Linked DNA regions of Mus musculus: region 2 is linked to region 1. The links are chromatin contacts, called in public HiChIP or PLAC-seq maps. All regions are on one chromosome and are shown on one strand. Each heading gives the region's core, a stretch centred on a gene start, on an enhancer-like site or on the middle of the called end of the contact. The rest is flanking DNA. Distances are from core to core; before and after follow the strand shown.

Region 1 (4,503 bases), core at 1,131-3,630:
TAACTAATCATATATGTATACTTGTGGCACACATCTTCATTAGATCTTGTAGTATGTGTATATGTATGTGATAAAGAGAGGAAGAGGAAAAAAAGTTAAATAATTGAGTTGGTAAGGGATAAAGCAAAAATATTACTTTTAATCCACTTATGGCCAAAATTTAGAAAATAACTGATCCTGGGCTATGCAACCCCAGTGGATGCATCTATAGCACAACCCCCATATGGAAGTCTTAGATAACATCTGAGGAGAGAGTGGCATGATTATAAAGGCCTTCGGACCAGGAAGTCAGCTGTGAGATTTGTGTCTCCTAGAAATGACTTGGAAGCTACCCCTGTGATACATCAACAATATGGCTGTCTAAACAAGACAGGATTAATTACATTGTCAGTACAGAGACTAATGTGGAAAGGAGGAATCTCATGGAATCTTTACCCATAACAACTACAGTGACTCAGTGACTGCTTCATGTATCATCTGATAAAATCCCCATCCCAAATCTGTTGTTCATTATTGATCAGTGGGAATCTCATCTTAAACATTTCTTGATGAGGAACATCTTTTTAAGGTATATGCTCTGTGTGTGTGTGTGTGTGTGTGTGTGTGTGTGTGTGTGTATGTATGTATGTATGTACTTAAGGAATGTATGTACTTAAGGAAAAAAAAAACATGAAATTGAAGAGTGAGGAGTGGCCATAAGTGGGTGTAGTTGGATTGAAAAAAAAAGAAGCTAAATGATGTAATTGTATTTTTTATTGTAAAAAATAATTTAAATAAAGAACGAAAACTCACACAACTTGGGAAAATCCTTGGCTAATAAGATGAGTTTACAAATTTTGACAATAAAACCACAGTGCTTTTGGACTTAGTAAAAAACTTCTTGAGACTAAGTATCTCCTTTTGGCTTAGCAACACAGAGTATTCCTGTTTTAGTTAAGGAACATTTCCATGTAATCAGCTGGGGGTTTGGGAAGGATGGAAAGGCTGATGTTAAAGGTAAGAAAAGAAACATGTTTTTCCCTGGAGTATTGTTCATCCAATGAATATTTAGCTCCTAAAGCTAGCAGCCATTATATACAGTCTTGGCTGTAAAATAGAACCGTTATCCCTGCTCCTAGTAAACTTCAAATGTAGAAGAATGTGTTTAAATACTGAGAGAAAGTAATGAGGAGAACATGACCATGCACTAGGAGGATAGACGGGATTTGACTGTGGTGGAAGTGAATGTGGCACCAACTGGGTATAGGCTTTGTCTGAAGTCAGACACAGATCAGATGGGGGATTAATTCTGAAGCGAAAGCAACGCTTTGTGAAAAACACAAGTACAGCAGCTTATTTAACAGACCGGGAATTCGTAAAACAACAATTGTGCATTTCACTCAGAAAAAGGGTTGTTCTTCCTGGGAAAGGGGGACTTTGTTCACAAGCCACTTGAAATAAGCTTCAAAGTATGCTTATGTTTGTTCCTCCCACTCCCGAAGAATGTTAACCCGTTATTATAATGAAGCTATCACCAGCAATAACGGTTCTCTTGACCAGTATGTCACCAGTTTGGTTGATGGTTCTTGTTAATTTCTCTGATTCCCTGCTTGCTTATTGCCAAAGTTGCTGCCTCCAGGACCTCAGCTGGAGTTAGAAGAATCTTCCGGTTCCCTGCTCTCAACCAAAGTGCACAGGATCCAAAATCCATACAGTGGCTAAACTTAGCGGATAAATAGTATTTCACAACTGTGTGAAGTGACTAACAGTATGGATCTGGGCCTTATTATACTCCTCTAATGGGCAGTCCTTGAATTCCACTTTAGTTGTTATTCCTGGTTCACTTATATTTTATGAACACGGGGAGTGGGGAAAGAGAAGAAAGCTTTAGAAAATAATGGCAAGGTTCTTCAGTTTACCTGAAAATACCCCAGATGTCACCAAAGTGCTATAAAACAAATAACATCATCACCATCATGTATTTATAGCCTTGGAAAAGTCGTATTTGAATGTTTAACTTAGAATAAAAGCTTTAGCGTCAGGGGCTTCCAGTCGACAGAATGGAATCTGGAACCAGCCTGGTTTAGAATAGAGTTCTCACTTGCTACAGGATTTAAGACTCTTATTTTGGATTGTGTGGCTAGCCTTTAATGGCTGATCCTAAACTGGTCCGGCTCGCCCTGCAGGCTGGGGATTGTCTCCTTTGGGCAACCGGAAATCCGCGTGAGCCAAGGAGCGGAGGGGCAAGCAGCCTTGGTGGCTGAGACACAGCTTGCTGTGGCTCCGCCCTCTTCTTCCTCTTCTTGTTTACCCGGGAGTTCCCGGCCAGCCACACTGCAATTCTAGCGGAGTACGCATGCGTGAACTAAGCTGCTCGCGCCCGCGCGCGTGCATGACGTCACAGGCGCCTAGGTCCAGACTTTAGTTGTCCGCGGGTTTTGCTGGTGAGTGAATTTGGGGAGGTTTGGGTTTCGCTGCGGGCCGACCCTGGGTAAATATAACGAGGACTCTTCACTGCAAAATTTGGTGCAGATTTGCAGAAATGCTGTTACACGTACTGTTAGTGTTGACCGATCCCTATCGGGAAGAGACGTGAACAGATCCAAGTCCTCCCTCATGCTGCTGAGTGTTTTGGGGACGGTTGGTCTCTATTCGTTAAGCAGCGATGCTATTGAGTAGCCCAGGCAAGGAGTTTGAGAAGTTTCAACCTAGAGTTCACAGATTAACATCAATTGCAAGTTTCTCTTAGGATATTTACGAGTTTGAGGGAGGAGGCAACCAATGCCAGTTTTGAAATCAGGAAGCTTTTTGGTACAGTGTGCGTACACAATATTTTCATTGACAAAGGGGTTAAAGAATAAAACCCGTGCTTATCTCCCGCCCCCACGTCCAACATTTTAAGATACCAAGGTGAAGTTGGTGAAATTGTAACATCTAAAATCTTAGAAGTTTTTTAAATACAAAAGCTAAGTGGAAATCCAGCTAAGAAGGTTGTTAACTCAGAAAACATTTTCCTCCGAGAAGGAATACCCATACTTTATATTTCGTATCTTTGTAAGAGATTGGTTTTTATTTTTACAGTTACAACTGAGACTGAATATATCAGTTTACAGTTTTCCAGCAGTCACATAACGAGCATATTATTTTATGATACAATGGAAAACGTTTCTAAGGTCCAAGATAAATATATCTGACCATTATTAATTCCAATTAGTAATGTGTAGCAGTATGATATGTGAACATGAGATAGCTTTTTGGTTTCATATGTTAGATTAAGAAATTAAAACTGAGACTTTCAGTGTGACACAGTGTATTTAACCTTTTTGACAGTCGTGTATGCTGAAGAATTTGGATGCTGTTGTAAAACTGTTAATTTCATACTAGATGTTAGCAGGAGAAAGACATATAGAGGAACCTCCTCTGCCTCCTGTACAAAGAATATATAGGATATAGAAAGCTTAAAGGGAGAAAATCCAATTAGGTAAGGACAGCAATGAATGTAAGAGTTGATAAAGATTTGAATTAGTGATAGAAAGGTTAGGAAAAAATAGTCATTTAATGCTAAGTGAACAGTACAATTTAGTATTTTTTTTCTGTTGTATGGCATTTTGGTGTTGTGTGTATGTTAGTTTGTTTAATTATCACAAAGACTTGTGACATTGATGCTTTATAGCTTACCTATATAGACAAAGGTGCTGTATTTCAGAAAGGTTAAGTAATTTTCCTGAGATCAGATAGCTAATAGATGGCAGAGATGGTATTTGAATTTAGACAGCCTGTTTCAGACATGATGAGATAAAATGCAGAACAATTAGAATAGAGGGTCAGTGAGTTCAGGAAACTTAACTGTTTTAAATTCTCAACTATGCTGGGCAAGAGGAGAGGAGACACAGTCTTGTGCCCAGAGTTCAGGTTTGGATATTGGAGAGAGCTGTCTCGGGCTATCTCAATCTGTCCCTAAGTATAGATTTTGACTTACTTCTGTGTTCCAAAAAGAAGTTGAATGCTTTTTGTTTTGTTTGTTTGTTTGGTTGGTTTGGTTGGTTTGGTTGGTTGTTGTTCTCTTTGCCAGCCACAGTGGGTTTCCACCAAACTCAGAGGCTTGTCACTCAACTCCTCTATTGTTAGGCCATTGCTCTGATGAAAAATAAGGGGGAAAGAGTCACCCAAGGCACCTGCCTTTCTGCTGTGCTATTGTCTTCCCCTTGGTCTTGACTTTCTCAGGTCTGTGAAGAGCTTGTGAATGACTGATTCCCTTGGTGCTCCTAAGTGCCCTGTACAATTGCACAGCCCATTGTTGGCCTTTACAGTCCATTAAAAATGTCTGATAAGTTTTCTCACAAATGTTAGTATCTGTCATTTGCTTTGTGCTTTTAACAAGCACATACCTCTCTTCTTTCACTCAGCTCTCTGATAGTTTATTGTCCTGTGTTTCCTCTGGTGGGTCAAAGAAGGGTTTGGAACTTGTAAGTTATCCAACCATTTGTTGTTCTTCCTAGCATTTTACCTGAGTAGAAACTTTAC
Region 2 (4,503 bases), core at 527-3,026, 970 kb before region 1:
TTATATTTTTATATATTTGATATAATATATAAATAATATATATATTATATACACACACACACACATTTAAACTGTTTTTATGTTGTCTTTTCTAAAGTCTTGTTTTGGACCCTTTTGGATATGGGTTACTTATTTTCTCTGGGAGTGAATGAGAAAAAGACAGAAACCATCCCAAAGTCTTTCACTCTCAGACTTATCTATTCTGAGACTCCAGCAATTTTTCAATTACAGTTTAGAGCTGACTGACTTCTGGATCCTACCAAAGTTTCAGGTACCCGCTCCTGTGTCTGCCTATCTATTTTTATCTATGCTTTAATTCTGTGTCTGTGTATCTACATTTCCAATGTGTGAGGCAATGTTTGGTGCAGTGGTCTCCCTCCTTCTCTACCTTACTGTTATCTTCTCTCTATTAGTCCTTCCTTCTCTTCAATTTTATTTTCTGCCGCTACTGTTTCTTGTTAGTTTATGAAGCCACCCACCCTTTTCAGGTTCCCCATTCTTACTGTTGCTGTCTGGTTGTTATTTTCATTCAGGGGAATTTTTATCCTTAATATTCTTTTTTTTTTCATACCTGGCTTTTGACTATATTTACTTTACATCTTCTTTCTTTGTATCTTGATCATACTCTTTTGATTGGTACTACACAGCACATATTTAACTGAATTCTTACCTTTATCATCACATCACTGTTCAGATGGTCTCTATTGTTTATTGTTCTCCTAAGGATTGTCAGATGTGCCAACTTATTGTTTCCTCTTTTCTTAATCTCTACATGTGAGATATTGTAGTTTGACATTTTTTACTTCCATATATTTTAATATTCCTTTAAATAGCATTGACCTTTGCTTTAGGATGCAGCTAAGTAGTTTGGTTGTAATATGATAATATTTGTTAGTGGGCTTTACTTTTTCTTATGGTCCATCACTAATTCATCATCCTTGTAAGCCAGTGTTCAACTGGAGAACTCAGTCTTTGCCACTTTTCTGTGATTCTGGTGCCAACACAAATTTTCCAAGACCCTTCTGAGTGTTTGCTTTATGCTACACACACTCCAGTGAAGTCTGCTTGGAAGGCCAGGAGGCCTGGAAGCACAAGGCCAAGAGGCCTGGAAGCACAAGGCACAGAGTTTCAAGGAAACTCAACCTCCTGGAACCTTGGCATTCTCATATCCCGTATACTCATACCCTATCCCTGAGTTAGTCTGGTGTATGGATCCACGTGCTCTCTTTTAGTATTATTTTCTTATAAGTGCCTTTAAAGATTGAATTCTGACATACCTAAGCCTTCGCCAGTGTTCCAACATCCTAGAAAATCATTGAAGCAGACAAACTTGGAATTCAGTAGGAATTCAGTAAGAAGGTTATCTATTCAGTAACATTCAAATTTACTTCTGGTAGAGACAGTGAAACTAATTAGGCATTACAAAGAAAGGAAACTGAATAGCTCCAGCTCTGGGCTGGTCTGCAGAGTGTTTACAATAGCCAGTCTTATCCAGACAAGGGAATTCACAATGGCCTAGCAAATAGGTGGGTTTACCATGTAAGAGGTAGGGAATCCCACTGAGACATGGATTTTATCTTCAGCCAGGTATAGCTGGCTACATTGCATACTAGAAGCAAGTTGGTGAATTCTTCTGTCAAATGGAAATTCCCCACAGATACTTAAAAGTACAGCCAAGTTACCTTCATGTGCAAGAATTTACCAAGGCCTAGGAAAAAGGAGGTTTGTTATTCATGAGAAGGTCGACTAGAGTAGAACCCCCTGGTGCTAGCTTTCACAAGGCTCAAAGGAGTAGCACAAATTGTGACTAGGGTGTCAAATCCTTATCAGTCATTAGCTGCCCCTAGGCAGGGCTGTTTTATCTTTACTGTAAATACTACCCAGTCCCTGTACGTCCTTTTGAAGTTATCCCTTTGTTTTGTGTCAGGTAACTTCCATGTACTTTGCCTACCCCTTTGTTTTCTGTATTATATAAGACTGGTGTTCACTTTGTGAGAATACACTCAGATTCTACACACTCTCTCATGTCTCATCTGTTTGTCATTCACCGACTCCTTGTCCACCTGCAACTAGAGACCTGTTCTATGTATACAGGGACCAAAAGGGTCTGCAGCAGCTTTAGTTTTGTGCACTCATTTATCATTTGAAGTTGCCAGGCAGCTCAGTTTTCACAGAGTCTTTTGCTGGCTGGTCCTTTAAAGTCCTAAGGTGGTCTGAGGATTTACCCAGTGCATCTATAACTACATATACTGTTTCTCACTATAAAATCTTTCTAAGAATTCTTACATTCATTAACATAATCTCAAATTGTTTTGAGAATCAGTACTTCTATTGTTTTCACTCTTTCCTGTCTTCCTCTTTCCTGGTCTGGTAGGAAACTCTTCAGGATATAGTCTAGGCTAGGAGACTGGTTAAGTTGGCTCATTATATTTGTTAAGTCTGTGGGATCCTTCCTTACTCTGCTATGTTGACTAATGTATGGAAGGCACTGTGAAGTTAGTTTTGTTCAATCTTTTTATGTGGTGAGACTGGTCTATCCACATCATCATGATCAGAAACAAAAGACCCATCTTACTTGTTACTGTTGTTATAGAAAACATTCCTCCTTAATTAATTTAAATTCACATAAAAATCTAAAACAAGACATTAGCTCAAAAGGAGAAACATTCTTTTGTTCAATCCATATTTGTCTTGCACATTATAAATGCAATTTTATTTTTCAGTAATGTAGGGGTTGGGAAGGCAGGGGAGAAAAAAATGCCTGTGACATGATTCAAAAAAGCAGCCGTGACAATCTCCAATCAATTTACTTCATTTCAAACCTATTTCTAATCACAAGGAAAGATTTCTTTATGACATATTTGTACATTTCACCTGTGGATGTTTCAACATTATCCTCAGTATGTCCCCAAATTTGCTGGTATTGAAAGACAAAACATTATACTGGTGGGTTTTTCTACTAATTATTTTTTAAGCATTATTTTCCCAACACAGAAGAGCTTTTTTTCCCTCAGTATAACAAAAATTGAGCTTTTATATGCATTCCATAGTAAATACACAAAATTTTATTTTTTTATTTCCACTTGAAGTGTAACATTTCATATAAGATTACAAATGATGGTTTCTATTTTGATTTTTTTTTCAGTATAAAAAAGTTGCCTTAATGGCATATTATGATGTAATGCTAATAGCTTGTAGGGTAGTTGACTATCAGTATTGAGTCCTAATCTTTAGCTGCCATCTTGTAGATATGGAAAATGCCACAAAGCATTTGTTTTGTATTTTGTTGCATTGTAAACTGCAATTAATAAGCCAAAGAATCAACATATATTAAGTGCCTGTACTCTTTCTAAAATCCACAAAGAGTGATAAATTAACAATATAGCTCAGTGTGTGCTAATTTTACTACACTCTTTTGTTATGCATATGCAGGGAAGTCATAGGAATTATAAATTCAATTTGAGTAAAGTTTAAAACCATATATTTTATGATAAAAGGCCTTTAAATTAAGATGGCCAAAGCACTGATATTATATATTTGCTTTAAGGAGAATTATGAATTTTATTTTTCTGATATTAAAAGTTACTTAATAAAGATGTGTTTCCATTAACTTGAAAAAAAAAGACATTCAGTTAGGTATTAAATAATCTATCATTAATTTTGATTTTAACTCCGTGCTCACCCATTTGTCTTTTAGTGCACAACCTCAGACAAAAGAAGGTACATATTTAGAAGAATCGCTAGGTCAGTTACCTCCAATTATAATACTATTGCTTTGGCCTAAGTTATGTTTTCCATCACTGACAAAATAAAAATATTAGTAGTTCTGATAGATAACATTTGCCTGAAATATTGAGATACTAAAAAGTTATTTCCTGAAGTTGAACTCTCTACTAAGAGAACATTTTGCATCATAACAACAATGCCTATGTTTTCTTAAAGTGTCTGTTGTACATAGCCAACAATAAATTCTTTTGTTGGCACAGGATACAAGTTTCGAGTACGAAAGCATATATTTCATCCATATATACAATTAGAAAATTCTGATCATAAAACAATATCGATTTTCATTCATTTTGGTGTATGTGTGTATAGTGAGCATGTATGTACCCAGGACATATCAGGACAGACTTATGAGAGGGCAAGTCCCTATACCACTGTTCAGCAAACATGAAGATTCCAAAGCAAGATGTCAAGGATTGAGACAATGTCTACAGAGAAGGATATAATCTGGCTGATTACTGAGTCTCTGGCTTCTTCTTGTCTCCATCCCAATGCTTGGATTATAGATAAGTGAAACCACCTATTACAAAATAGAGTGATGTGATAAGTGCCACCTTATTACATCCTGTGGATGATCAAACTCAAATCCTATGCTTGTAGAGCAAGTGCTTTTTGCTGCTTAGCAGCTCTACAACCTAATTTGTTATTCTTTAGAAACAAAATACCTAGTGAGAACCAAGGTCTGTCAGTTATATTTAGATATTCATGTCATCAAAGTAT

What was found. HiChIP or PLAC-seq counts read pairs in DNA pulled down with a chosen protein or histone mark.
Region 2: a contact with region 1 is called in an H3K27ac HiChIP or PLAC-seq map of embryonic stem cells, with 4 times the contacts expected there. The contact joins the enhancer-like site here to the promoter of Pot1a in region 1. A contact is called at or near these places in 5 of 39 promoter capture datasets (the C10 cell line, the HPC-7 cell line, liver and 1 more), 3 of 484 Hi-C or Micro-C datasets (the HPC-7 cell line, LSK cells and pre-B cells) and 3 of 115 datasets of contacts at active chromatin or transcription factors (embryonic stem cells and pro-B cells).

What each region holds. Positions count from the first base shown.
Region 1 is chr6:25,807,095-25,811,597 of GRCm38.p6, reverse strand. It overlaps Pot1a (protection of telomeres 1A), which reads left to right and starts at 2,380. Exons shown (of 18, transcript NM_133931.5): 1 at 2,380-2,423.
Region 2 is chr6:26,773,969-26,778,471 of GRCm38.p6, reverse strand. No RefSeq gene overlaps it. Among named protein-coding and RNA genes, the nearest start is that of Gm30779, 9.3 kb to the right of the region's middle. Within about 2 kb of position 1,776, at least 10 of the 459 cell types and tissues checked have an H3K27ac peak or open chromatin away from gene starts, as enhancers often do. A contact at or near this core is called in embryonic stem cells, where this site is marked.